2 separate regions of the Macaca mulatta genome follow, and region 1 is linked to region 2. Evidence: chromatin contacts called from public Hi-C data. All regions are on one chromosome and are shown on one strand. Each heading gives the region's core, a stretch centred on a gene start, on an enhancer-like site or on the middle of the called end of the contact. The rest is flanking DNA. Distances are from core to core; before and after follow the strand shown. Region 1 holds the start of KATNBL1 (katanin regulatory subunit B1 like 1). Region 2 holds the start of CHRM5 (cholinergic receptor muscarinic 5).

What was found. A called contact is a pair of places that touch in the nucleus more often than the background predicts.
Region 1: a Hi-C map of liver shows a contact between it and region 2, with 7 times the contacts expected there. The contact joins the promoter of KATNBL1 here to the promoter of CHRM5 in region 2. A contact is called at or near these places in 6 of 14 Hi-C or Micro-C datasets (CD4 T cells, blood, cortical neurons and 3 more).

The regions. Positions count from the first base shown.
Region 1 is chr7:11,403,936-11,411,063 of T2T-MMU8v2.0, forward strand. It overlaps KATNBL1 (katanin regulatory subunit B1 like 1), which reads right to left and starts at 1,799. Exons shown (of 11, transcript XM_077939076.1): 1 at 1,653-1,799.
Region 2 is chr7:11,253,166-11,259,941 of T2T-MMU8v2.0, forward strand. CHRM5 (cholinergic receptor muscarinic 5) reads left to right here and starts at 4,175. Exons shown (of 1, transcript NM_001032931.1): 1 at 4,175-5,773. The coding sequence starts at 4,175. The coding sequence ends at 5,773.

The sequences.
Region 1 (7,128 bases), core at 549-3,048, 150 kb after region 2:
ATAGTGTCATTCTTGCGGCACATTCCTTTTGTATAGCCAATTGGGTCTACCACCCTGTTGGGCATATAGGCCATCAAAAGCTTTGTGACTGATGAACAACATTTAAAAGCTCTGCTATAAATAAGTGTAAACTGCTGATTTCTTACTAAGTGATTTTGCTTTTGAACTTTATTCCTTGTCAAGGAGGTATTAGTTTAAGTATAACCATTTCAAGCACAGAATAACCACTCAATAAGTTTTAGGGGTGAAAACATTTAACATATAATTTTTAATTTTAAAGTAATACATAAGTTGCTAAGACTAACACTTTCAAAACTTTCAGGAAAGGACATAAAGGAATTCAAAATATAAATTATAACACACACATAAAACTTATGAACTCTATTTATCTTAAAATAGTCAATGGATTTTTGTTCAGACACAAACCTTAAGTATAATCAAGAGCAGAAAACTTGAATGGTGTATGAATGAATGTATGTGTACACAAAAGCACACTCAGGTCTCCGAAGTTGAAATAAATGAAATGAAAGGGCTTTGTAAACTAAAAAGAGCCACAGATAAAGGCAGTAGTAGAGCAGCAGAGTTAAAAGCGTGGAGTCAGCCTGCTTGGGTGTTAATTATATTAGCTATGTAACCCTGCACGGTACAAGTTACAATACTAAAATTCCCTGTGCCTTAGTTTCTTCACTGTCAAAATGGGGATAACAGTATCTGTCCCAAAGCAAAGCTCTTAATACGCCTAGGGCATAGAAAGCACAAAATAAATATTGTCCATCCTTATCATCACACTGGCTAATATTATTATTGGCTAATATTAGTTATTAGCCAAGTAAAAGCCTCAATGGATGATGTTTCAATTCAAGTCTGAAGCTGGCTATCCAAAGAAACTCCAAAAAACCAGCAGATTTAAGCTATTAGGTGGACTAGTTTCTAATAATTCTCGCGAGTGCTGAACTGATGATTATTACAGAACTAATTTCTCTTACAATTTTTTTTTAATCAGCAAAGAAACTGACATAGGTACCTCTGTTTTCAAGGAGCTTTAGAAGCCACAAAAAAACTCTTTCTTATCTCCATACTTAAGCAATTTAAGAGCGTAGTAAAAGCCTAGATACTGTTACAGACCAACTTTTCAGAAAATACAGTAAGGTTTTTAAAGTTGCAACCGACAATTCTTATGCATAACGTCAAGTTTTTGTCCTGCGAAACAAAAGCTCATCTGTCAGGAATCCGAGGACCCGTCGGAAAATAAGGAAATGCCTGGGCCGGGCCTAGGCGCTCTGCGGAAAACCTGTCCTCAAAACAGCTCGCCCCACACTCGTTCTGTCCTTCCCCTTCCCCGGGTGCAGCTGTCGACTCCACCCGAAGATAAATAAGTGACAACAGTTCCGTCCACGCCTCTCCCGGCCCAGGCCCCTGGAGCCCCCCAGCGCCCGCCGCCTGACCCTCCCCGCCGCGGCCAGCTGAGGGGCTCAGCCCCGCCCTTGCCACCCCGGCCCGCGACCCCGCAGCGCGGCCGCGAGCCCGGCCGAGCCGAGGCCGCCGCGGGGCCTGCAGGTGGGCCCAGGGCGCGGCCAAGCCCGGCTGGAGAAGCGCTGCCAGGGCAGGGCAGCTGCGGGCGCGGGGCTCGCACCAGCTCGGCAGTCACTTACCGGCGCCTCATGGTACCGCGGCGCCTCAGCCCAGGCTCGGCGCTGACGATCCGCGCCCGGCAGCCTAGAGCGTCCTTCGGCTTCTGGGCCGAGTCCCAGTCAGGGGCCATTCAAACGCGGCCGCGCGCGCGGCCCGCCGGGATAGCTGGCGCTGTGGGCGTCTCGCGGGCTCCGCCCAACGTTGGCTCCGCCCCTCTGGGGGTCGCGAAGCGCCGGAGGGGGAAAGGACGTGTGGCCACAGTGCCCCCTGGTGGCGAGAGCTACGCACGGTAGGCTTGCTATGGCGCGAGAAGTAATACTGCGATAGGAACTGAGGGTGGGTAAAGGTCAACGAATGACCGACCCTGCGCTAGGGACAACCTCCGTGCCTTAGTGGTGTACCAGGAGGTGCAAACAATTTTCTATAAAGTTATGGTTCCGGGAGAGATTTATTCATTCACACCTGTTTAAATACACTAAGGGTCTGGCACAGTGGCTTACACTTGTAATCCCAGCACTTTGGGAGGCCGAAGCAGGAGGTTTGCTTGAGCCCAGGAATTCAAGACCAGCCTGGACGACATGGGGACAACTCCCCTCCATCCCCCACCTCCGCCCGTCTCTATAAAAATAAAAATGATACTAATTAATAAACGCACTAAGGCATAGTTTCTGAAAGCATGGATTGTGTAACTGTGTGATCTTGAGCAAGTCACATAAACTCCTAGGTGCTTTGCTTCCCCCTTCTGTAAAATAAGGATAATAACAATAGTATCTGCCTCTTAGTGTTGTGAGGATTAAATGACTTAACACATATAAAATGCTTGGAGGAGTGCCCGGCATTTGGTAAGCACTACATATTTGTTAGTCATCATTTTTTTAGTTCCTATTATGTGCCAAACTTTGTGCTCGACTCTTAAGAATACAAGAAATGTACATGATGCAGAACCTGTCCTCAGGAAGCCGGTTCGGTCTTGTTGGGATGAGGAACACTAGATTATGAGGTTAGGGCTGGGTCTGTAGATGATGCACTTTTAATTACTGATGGCAATTCTCTTCATTAGAACCAGGCTGCTCGCCTTCATAGATAAGCCACGGGTCAAGGTTAGCCAAGCTGTGACAGGAGCAAGTTTGTCTATGGTAGTTCTCTCGCCCTTTGCAGAAATCGGTCAAAGCAGTGCATTTGATGGAAAACTTCCTCACCACAAGACTACATCCTTGGCTTGCTTTTTCAGGCACTCATTTGGAACTCTACAAGGCTTGCCTAGGGAGCAGGCTGCTTAAATTTGGTTTAACAATCTTTTTGAAGGCCCGCCATGTGCCAGGCAAATTGTGCCTGGTGCTGGAAATCACCCAAAGCAGCTTACAGTGGCTTGGAAACACAGGAAAAGAGATCATTCCTATACATTGCTGTGACAAAAGGTATCTCCTAAATGTCGTGGGAGTTCCGAGCAATGGGAGGCCTGTCAGATAAACTGATCAGAACTAAGATGTCATCAGGCTGTTAAAACTTTATGTATTTTTCCTCCCTAGTAACAGAGCCCTTACTTTAAAAAAAAAAAAAAAAAAAGTAATGGTGAAAATTGAGGCAGGACTTTAGGGCAGTGGGAAAATAGTTTTAGGATATTTTGCATAAGCAACACCTTTCAGAGCTTCTCGATTGTACCAAAACCATAAGCAGGCACATACATGGCTATGTGTGGGGCCACATCTGTTAACAGGAGGTACTGTTGAGAGAGTCCAGCTAGGTGAGTAAAGGAAGCTGGAGCCCTTGGTTCCATGGATGTACAATGAAGAATATTTCCTGAATATGACTTCCATTAAGTAGGTGTGTTGTTTTAAAGGAAATAAAAATTCAACACACATGAGTGCAGTCACTTTCTCTCAAGTTGTTTCTTCATCATCATAAACAGGAATTTCTTGATGACCCTCTATGCAGAAGGCACTGTGCTGGCCTCTTGTCAGAAGAATAGAGTAAAAAGAGCGTACTAGAACATCCTCATCCTCAAGGGAGGCTAAATGAAGAGGTAAGACAAGGAATGGCGTCCTGGAACTCAAGGAATCTGCTGTGTTAACACAGAAGAATCTCAGCTAATGCAAGGCCTCCAGTTGCTGGAGGCCAGAGAAGAACCTTGATATTCTCATTCCTAGAGCTTGTTAGGGCACAGGATCTCAGGCAGGAGATTTCCAGAGCCAAGTTATAAAGTTTCTATCAGTGATGGGCAGCCCAGGCCCTCACCTCTCATAATTACACATAAAAATAAGGAAACCTACCCTTGCATTGCTTCTTTTGGAATATATACCAATACTGTCATTTTACTGATGAAAATGCAAGGCAACTTTCTTCATTGATACTTTTGCTATCAATAAAGTTGAATTTTTCCCCCTTGGGGCTCAATAAAATTTGAATTCTTACTAAAAAAAGGTAGAGCCCATACATTAAAAAAAATCCCTACATCAGTGCTTGTGTACAAAAAGGTGGTTCACTGATAGCCTTCGCAGTGGGCAGTCTCCAAGGGAGTCTACTCCTCTGGCCATTCCTTCATTCCTTCCGAGAGAACAGGCAGCTAAGCCAGCCTTCCAGCCTCACATCCCCCTCTCTGTGGGGTGCAGAATCATTCAAGGACAATGTGTAGAGTGACCCACATGAGAAAAGAGCTGCCATGCAGTCCTGTGTACACTGCTTGATGGCAAGCAGGGGAGGGATGGTGGAGCTGGGCCTGGTGAGCTGGAGAGGATTTTGACAGACAGGGTGTTCCAGACAGAGAGGGGGAAATGCAAAGTAAGTTATAGTACTGCAGTCTATTCTGATTTGAGTGGAGGGAAAAGCGCTTGGAAGAGTCACAAGAGTGAAGATTGAAAAGGTATGTAAGGCACCTGATAGGTTGTGAAGCCCTGGAATTATCAAGCAAAGTGTTTGAGGTGCAAGGAGACAACAAAGACAATTGAGCAGGGGAATGACTAAGTCAGTTCTTTAGAAGGATTGATCTGTTTGGGAGGCCAAGGTGAAAGGATCGCTTAAGGCCAGGAGTTTGAGACCAGCCTGGGCAACACTGCAACACCTCATCTCTACAAAAAAATTAAAAAATAGTCCAGCATGGTGGCGCATATCTGTAGTCCTAGCTACTTGGGAGGCTGAGGTGGGAGGATCACTTGAGCCAAGGAGCTCAAGATTATAGTAAGCTATGATTATGCCACTGTATTCCAGCAAGAGAGCGAGACCCTGTCTCTTAAAAACATTCTCTTAAAAACAAACAAACAAACAAAAACAAGAAGAAGAAGAAGAAGGGTTGATTTGTCACCAGGACGCTGGATGGCTAGGAGTAGGGAGGAAAGACTGATGGCAAGAACATTAGGTATAAAAGTATAGTTCAGTCCAGGGTCCTAGGAGCCGTATCATTTACTGCATTGTACGTCATTCTCATCGACTGAGACCGATGCTGATCCTGACTGAGGACAATGCCTGAAGGGACCTAAAAGACAGCAACAGTTCATCCATTCCACACTGCAGCCTCAGCACCTTTGGAAAATTCTAGGCAGGTGACTTTGGCAGTCAAAGTAAGAAGTCAGTCCCTTTTCTTCTGCTCCTCCCTTCCCTACCTTCCTTTGCAGGCTGTGGAAGGAAGTAATGGCAGTAGGAAACATTTCAGATAAGGCAGTAGCAGTGGAAATGAATACATCTCACTCCCAGTTTACAAGATTCATGATTATTTCAAACACCACCATATATTGATGCCCTGCTTGGTGGCAGAAGCAGTAAGCAAACCCCTCCCCCAGACAAAACCAAACCAAACCCCTGGTAGCTTTTTGGGGGGTGAAGGGTGGGTGGTAGGGAGGTGTTGAGTGATAGGGGATCCTATTTTTAAGATAGCTTGTGTCTGATACATCTACGGCCCTCTATTATAACTGAACAACTGAGAAGCAGGTGACCCAGAAACATTTATGACTATGATAATGTTTGATATTTATAGACTTTCAAATCTGAATCTCAAGACACCATCTCTCTTCTCCAGCAAGCACGTTTCCTGCAATTAGCTACACTGTCACCAGGTGGAACGTGGTGGGGGCAGCATGTTAGACTAGCCTTGGAGCAACGCTCATCTCTATCTAAAGCCTAGATTGCTGCCTTTGGGCCCTTTCTATACCGGTTTTTACCTTAATGTGCAATGGGGATAACAACACTCTCCTCTCAGGGGCTGCTGGGAAATGGTAGAACCGATATACAACATATACAACAATGCCTGGAGCAGTGATTGTGTCTCTCTCTGAAAAACACCCGCACCCCTAATTAACCCGTTTAGTGATTTTTCCAAGATAGAGAAGAACACAGTACAGTTGACTGCTGCCTTGGAAAAGGAAAGTCCAGGAATTAAGACTACCTGGGGGTCAGGGTGCGGGTGGGGGTGAAGTGTCAATGTTGGGGGTGGGGTCAGGAGGCAAGGAACAGGCTCACTGTGATGCTGATGGCCTGGTAAACAGAACAGGGTACCTGAAAAGTCCGATCATATGCAAAACAAATCCAATTATGTATGCAGCTGCTGGTGGAGGTGGTGGGGGGAGGGGAGGTGTTCAGTACAACTGGGACCCCATAACAGGTGAAGTACAGAGAAGTTCCTCGGGAGCAGGCAGCCAGGAAATGAAATGCGCTAGCAGTTAGCCAGGGCAACAATCATCAGAAGCAGAAAGTCCTTGGGAAGAGGGCTTAAAAGAACCAGGCAGGTCCCTAGCCTCAAGAGATAGGAGCACTGGAAAGATGACTGAGACACTTCTGGGAGCCAGACACAAAGGCAGAACTGCTCTTGCAGGAACACAGTTGAGCCTGAACCTAAACTGGCTTCAGTTACTTCCCCAACTCAGCTCTGTGTTCTTCAGAACATCAGTTCTAAGAGATGTTGACAGGTTCAACAAAGACGAAGAGAAAAAGAGGAAAGTGGTTTCCTTGGCCACAGAAGTTTGGTAACTGCTGAAGTAAACAAATATTTCTTTATTGGAGCACTTCTCCTCCTTTAAAAACCTAACATTTGTAGACAATTTCTAAAGAAAGATACATGCAGTGTTTTCCGAACTTATCTGAATGCTTAATCCTTTAAATGGGAGAATACAAATATTATTAAGAATTATTCTTATCTAAGAAGAGTGTCAGGACTAGTCCAGGTCCTGGGGAAGAGGGTATGGCTACAGCAGCAGGCTGGGAGCAGAGGAGTGAGGAAGCTGGATTAGGCATGGTGCCTCATGGTCAGAGCTGGATGAAAGCAACAGGCCTGAAAATCTGGCAGAGCTGTAAGAAACATTTTTAAAAATTGAAATAAAAATGTACTCATCCTTTTTCCTGTGCCTTTTCTAAAAAGTAAAAGTATGGCTCTTCATGAAATAGCATGTTATTAAACAGTATACGGTATTAAATAAGTCTAAATATTAATTTTTAAAGTCTGGAAACATCTAAATCAAAATGCTTATGAAAGTTTTTTTTTTTGGCATGATAGGATTTGTTGGTTATCAT
Region 2 (6,776 bases), core at 2,925-5,424:
AGATAAATGTTGGGAAAAAAAGGAACAAATGGTTGCTTGAAAACAATTTTAAAACATCTTAAAAATAAATAAGCCAGGTACAGTGGCTCACGCCTGTAATCCCAGCACTTTGGGAGGCTGAGGCGGGCAGATCACCTGAAGTCAGGAGTTCGAGACCAGCCTGACCAACATGGAGAAACCCTGTCTCTACTAAAAATACAAAATTAGCCGGGCGTGGTGTCACATGCCTGTAATCCCAGCTACTCAGGAGGCTGAGGCAGGAGAATCACTTGAACCTGGGAAGTGTAGATTGTGGTGAGCCAAGGTCATGCCATTGCACTCCAGCCTGGGCGAAAAGAGTGAAACTCTATCTCAAAAAAAAAAAAAAAAAAAAAAAAAAAAGGTAAATAAATGAGGCCAGGCCCAGTAGCTCACACCTGTAATCTCAGCATTTTGGAGGCCGAGGTGAGTGGATCACTTGGGGCCAGGAGTTTGAGACCAGCCTGGCCAACATGATTAAACCCCATCATTACTAAAAATACAAAAAATTATAATTATCTTGGTGTGGTGATGTGCACCTGTAGTCCCAGCTACTCAGGAGGCTGAGGCAGGAGAATGGCGTGAACCCGGGAGGCAGAGCTTGCAGTGAGCTGAGATCCGGCCACTACACTCCAGCCTGGGCGACAGAGCGAGACTCTGTCTCAAAAAAAAAAAAAAAAAAAGAAAAGGAGTCTCACTCTGTCGCCCAGGCTGGAGTGCAGTGGCAAGATCTTGGCTCACTGCAACCTCCACCTCCCAAGTTCAAGTGATTCTCCTGCCTCAGCCTCCTAAGTAGCTAAGATTACAGGCACACACCACCATGCCCAGCTAACTTTTGCATTTTTAGTAGAGACGGGGCTTCACCATGTTGGCCAGGCTGGTCTCGAATTCCTGACCTCAGGCGATCCACCTGCCTCGACCTCCCAAAGTGTTGGGATTACAGGCGTGAGCCACCGTGCCCGGCCTCCTTATTTTTTTTAATGAGTAAACAGAAGAAAAAGAAGTACCCAGGTTATACATGTGGCCAAAGGAGTACGTGCCCATCCAAATTCCCAGAACCTTCCGTAAATTGCTTACCACCTGATAATAAAATTAAATGGAAAAATTAAATCCTTCCAAAACACTATGTATTCCTATTTTGAAGAATTGATTAGAGAAATTCAGCAAGCCGTCAGATCATTTTACTACTTCTCTCCAGACTAATGTTCCTCAACACCTGGATGTTGGGACTACCTTCAGAGTAGATGGGGAGTCTGCAAGTAGCTGACACAGCTCTTCCAGAAAACTGACTTTTCTCTCAGGTCCTCTCCTGCACCTCCTTCTCCTGCCAGCCTCTCCAGTTTCACCTTTCACTTCTCAGGTTTCTTTGGCTCCAGCTACCTTGTTTCTTTCCATTCCTCCTCTTTTGCCTCTGGGCTGACAAACAAGCTCCTCCCTTCCCTGTCTGAAACATTCTGGCACTACCATCCCCAGCCTCCACCCACCGTTTGTCTAGCTATTGGTGATTCATTCTTCAAGTCTGGTCCCTTAGGTCTCTTCCTCAGGAAGTGCTTCCCATGTCCACTCAACGAGGTTGGAGGTCCTTCACAGGTGTGCCTATGGCCTGCTGCACGCCTGCGATTTCTATCTGCTTATTTATCCACATTCCCAACTAGTGTCTTAAGAGCAGAGACACTGGCCTGTTCCGTGGTATCACCAGCATTAGAGTCTGTCCCATAATAAACATTCAAATATGAGGGGGGCAGGAAAGGAAGGAAGAAAAGAAAGAATAAAGGAGAACGGGACTTCCACAGGCCCTTTTTGGCACTGTGTGGCTTAGATCTGACCATTGGAAGACCATCTGTGAAGACATTTGCCCAGAGAATTGTAGAGTGTAGAGTAACTTTGGTTTTTTCAGATGCCAGGGAATCTCTACCTAATGACCTGGCAACCTTAGAATTTGCTTTAACAGCTTGAAAAATGTTGACAACGCCAAGGTGTTAGAGGTAGAAGGTAGCAGATGGAGCATCAGGAATGGAGAGGGACCAAAAAGAGGGGCCTTCGTGGGTCAGTGAGACTGCATGTGTTCAGGAGGTGAAGAAGCAAGCAAGATTGGGAAGATGGGAGAAGCTGGTTTCCGGTGCAAGACAATATCATCAACTGGATTCCATGTTGAATTTGAGGTGTTACGAAAACACCCAAAATTACAGCTGGAAATATAAAGCAAAGCCAAGAAAACTGTAGCCCTTCACAAATTTGTCATCTTTATGTCAGTTACTGTTATCAAAAAAGTGTCAAGACTTTTGGTAGAGCAGAAATACCCCATTAAACAAAATTGCCCACATGGGGTATTTTAAGGGTCAACAAAAAGATTTTCACTGGGCACGGTGGCTCACGCCTATAATCCCAGAACTTTGGGAGGCTGAGGCGGGCAGATCACCTGAGGTCGGGAGTTCGAGACCAGCCTGGCCAACATGGTGAAACCTCACCTCTACTACAAAGTACAAAAATTAGCCGGGCATGGTGGCGGGCACCTGTAATCCCAGCTACTCAGGAGGCTGAGGCAGGAGAATTGCTTGAACCCGAGGGGTGGAGGTTGCAGTGAGCCGAGATGGCACCACTACACTTCAGCCTGGGCGACAAGAGCAAGACTCAGCCGGGCGTGGTGGTGGGCACCTGTAGTCCCAGCTACTCTGGAGGCTGAGGCAAGAGAATGGCGTGAACTCGGGAGGCAGAGCTTGCAGTGAGCCAAGATAGCGCCACTGTACTCTAGCCTGGGCAACAGAGCGAGACTCCGTCCCCCTCCGAAAAAAAAAAAAAAAAGATTTTTTTTTCCTTTTACCGCCCATTATCATGTCAAGGTGGTATTTGTTATATATCATCAAATATACATTGTATGCACATGTATCTCTAGAAGGAAAAATAAATGGTAGCAGTGATTACCTCTGAAAAGGGGGGCTTGCAAGCTTGGAGGTCAGAGGTGGGAGGGAGACCTAATTCCTGCCATTTATCCTTTGGTACCCACTGAAATCTTTATCATGTACATAGATTTTTTTAATCTACAAAAGGAAAATTTCCTTTTAGTTTTAAAAGTTAAAATTTGTCAACAGAGGGCTAATTAAATATAGTACATCCATTAAGTGGAATAATGTACAATGAAAGTGATAGCTCTCGATGTACTGATACAAAAGCTGTCCGTGATAATTCATTTGTTAAGTTAAAAACAAAATTCAAATTGTAAATGGTAAAAGTATTAGTATATGCATAGGGGCAATTGTATTTAAATATTTATTTATTAGTATATGCATATGGGAAAATGCCAAAATATACACTAAACTGTTAGCATTGATTACCTCTGCAAGATGGAATTAGAAGAGACTTTTGCTTTCTAAGATTTACATTTTGACATTGTTCAAACTTTTATGAGGAATATATCACTCTACAATCAGAAAAAAGATAACCTAAAACGATTCTATGATATTGCAAATAGTCCAGGAACAGAGAGAAGGTCCTTATCTTCAGCAGCGGGGGCAAATGTCAAATCCCCTAGATGAAAACCAGGCATGCACTTGCAGTTTGTGCATTAGGGCAAAAAGAAGCGGTATAATATGGTCTTGGCTCACAACAGCACCTCAGTAATGTTTAATAATGGAGACTGGGACTATAGAATAGATACCACTTTTTCCCCAGTGCATGACAATTTAGGTATTTATCACCAGAATCTTAAAAAAAATAAGGTCTCTGCCCTTACGGCCACTGCAATCTAAGGTGATTTAACATCCCTGCTTTCCCCTCTTTACTGCTTCTCAACAATCCTTTTATTTTTCCTTTCCCTTCACCCTCCTCGTCTTCCCAGCCCTTTTTAAAATTGCCACAAGAGGGCAGCAGCCTCACGCAGAAGAAGGGCACTAGGCCATTAGCAGCAAAAGCTGCCATTAATGGCAGCAAAAGATGCCATTAAAAATGGGTGATCAAACTTTACCCAGCATCTTGCTCTGAATATGTGTGCAGCCACGTTTAATATTGTTAGAAACTATAAACAATGAATGGACAAGAAAGTCATGCTGCTGTGCGGAGCTCATGTGTTTCCCTCTCTTCCAGATGCTGGCCAACAAGAGCTGAAATCGAGAACAGCCTAGAACCTAAGACTATTCTAATATAAAAATTTTGCACCAGGATGGAAGGGGACTCTTACCACAATGCAACCACCGTCAATGGCACCCCAGTATATCACCAGCCTTTGGAACGCCACAGGTTGTGGGAAGTCATCAGCATTGCAGCAGTGACTGCTGTGGTAAGCCTGATCACTATTGTGGGCAATGTCTTGGTCATGATCTCCTTCAAAGTCAACAGCCAGCTCAAGACAGTTAACAACTATTACCTGCTCAGCTTAGCCTGTGCAGATCTCATCATTGGGATCTTCTCCATGAACCTCTACACCACCTACATCCTCATGGGACGCTGGGCTCTTGGGAGTCTGGCTTGTGACCTTTGGCTTGCACTGGACTACGTGGCCAGCAACGCTTCTGTCATGAACCTTCTGGTGATCAGTTTTGACCGTTACTTTTCCATCACAAGACCCTTGACGTATCGGGCCAAGCGTACTCCGAAAAGGGCTGGCGTCATGATTGGCTTGGCCTGGCTGATCTCCTTCATCCTCTGGGCCCCAGCAATCCTCTGCTGGCAGTACTTGGTTGGGAAGCGGACAGTTCCACTGGATGAGTGCCAGATCCAGTTTCTCTCAGAGCCCACCATCACTTTTGGCACTGCCATTGCTGCTTTCTACATCCCTGTTTCTGTCATGACCATCCTCTACTGTCGAATCTACCGGGAAACAGAGAAGCGAACCAAGGACCTGGCTGACCTCCAGGGTTCTGACTCTGTGACCGAAGCTGAGAAGAGAAAGCCAGCTCATAGGGCTCCGTTCAGATCTTGCTTGCGCTGTCCTCGACCCACCCTGGCCCAGAGGGAAAGGAACCAGACCTCCTGGTCATCCTCCCGCAGGAGCGCCTCCACCAGTGGGAAGCCATCCCAAGCCACTGACCCAAGCACCAACCAGGCCAAAGCTGAGCAGCTCACCACCTGTAGCAGTTACCCTTCCTCAGAGGATGAGGACAAGCCCGCCACTGACCCTGTCCTCCAAGTGGTCTACAAGAGTCGGGGTAAGGAAAGCCCAGGGGAAGAATTCAGTTCTGAAGACGCTGAGGAAACTTTTGTGAAAGCTCAAACTGAAAAACATGACTCTGACACCCCAAACTACTTTCTGTCTCCAGCAGCTGCTCATAGACCCAAGAGTCAGAAATGTGTGGCCTATAAGTTCCGATTGGTGGTAAAAGCTGACGGGACCCAGGAGAACAACAACGGCTGTCACAAGGTGAAAATCATGCCCTGCTCCTTCCCAGTGGCCAAGGAGCCTTCAACGAAAGGCCTCAATCCCAACCCCAGCCATCAAATGACCAAACGAAAGAGAATGGTCCTAGTCAAAGAGAGGAAAGCAGCCCAGACACTGAGTGCCATTCTCCTGGCCTTCATCATCACATGGACCCCGTATAACATCATGGTCCTGGTTTCTACCTTCTGTGACAAGTGTGTCCCAGTCACCCTGTGGCACTTGGGCTACTGGTTGTGCTATGTCAATAGCACTGTCAACCCCATCTGCTATGCCCTCTGCAACAGAACCTTCAGGAAGACCTTTAAGATGCTGCTTCTCTGCCGATGGAAAAAGAAAAAAGTGGAAGAGAAGTTGTACTGGCAGGGGAACAGCAAGCTACCCTGAAAAGTTAACGACTCCTCTCAAAAGAACAGTGACCACAGTCAACATCCTCTGAGGAAGAGCAAGCTGATTCTGGTTTGTATATTTTCAAAAAGAAAACATCTCATTTTGAGTCCTTGAAGATATTTGTAAAGGCTCAAGGTCTGTTGCCAAATGGAAGGGGTCACAGCTGCAGCAATTGCTGTCGTATTAAATGACTCTTGTCTATGACCAAGGCCATTTGATGCCACTGGAGTTTGCCAATGAAGTAAAGAGATAGGCTCATGGCCCTTCACAGGAGGAAGCACACTGGGTAACAGTGAACAGTGACTCAGGGAACTTTTGTCCCTTCTGTAGGAAATAGCAGAGACCAGGTGGAAACCTTTTCCTGTGGAAACCTGTCATAGAATTTTGTGCAGTATGTATGTGTCTATGAAGCTGTCTTGTGCCAGTGAGAACCGGGAGAATGTACATCAGTGTCACTTGTTAACAAGACTGGCTTCTAAGAATATGTATCGTCATAAACTGATCACTATCTATAATGCAGCTATTATGTGGTCTATACTGTGGTTTGTTTTCCTGTCCCTACATCTGAGTAAAGGTCTTGCTCTTCCCTTTCATATCCAATGCCAATTCCTCGTACTCACTGAACCCATGCTGATCTCCAGGGAACCATCCTTCCTCTCAGAATCCAGCGTCTGGAAGGACTGAAACCTGGTCATACCCAGTCCTTTAAAGGGGCCTCTATTCTGCTAATAAAGTCTCCATAGTCAGTTATTCTAGTTTTTGCCAGTGGAAATTTTTTCTTTTATCTAAAAAAATATATATTTTGCATTCTATTTTGTGCCCATTTGAAACCATTGATTTATGCTCTGTTCTTAGGAAGACTAATTGTGTAAGAGCCCTTCACTGGCTGAAGATTTTCTCCAGGCTATTGAATTAAGGTTCTTATATTGTTTTCAGAGATCTTGCTTTCTAATCTCTTCACAGGGCAAATCTGAGCAAAATGTGGAAAACAAATTTGCTT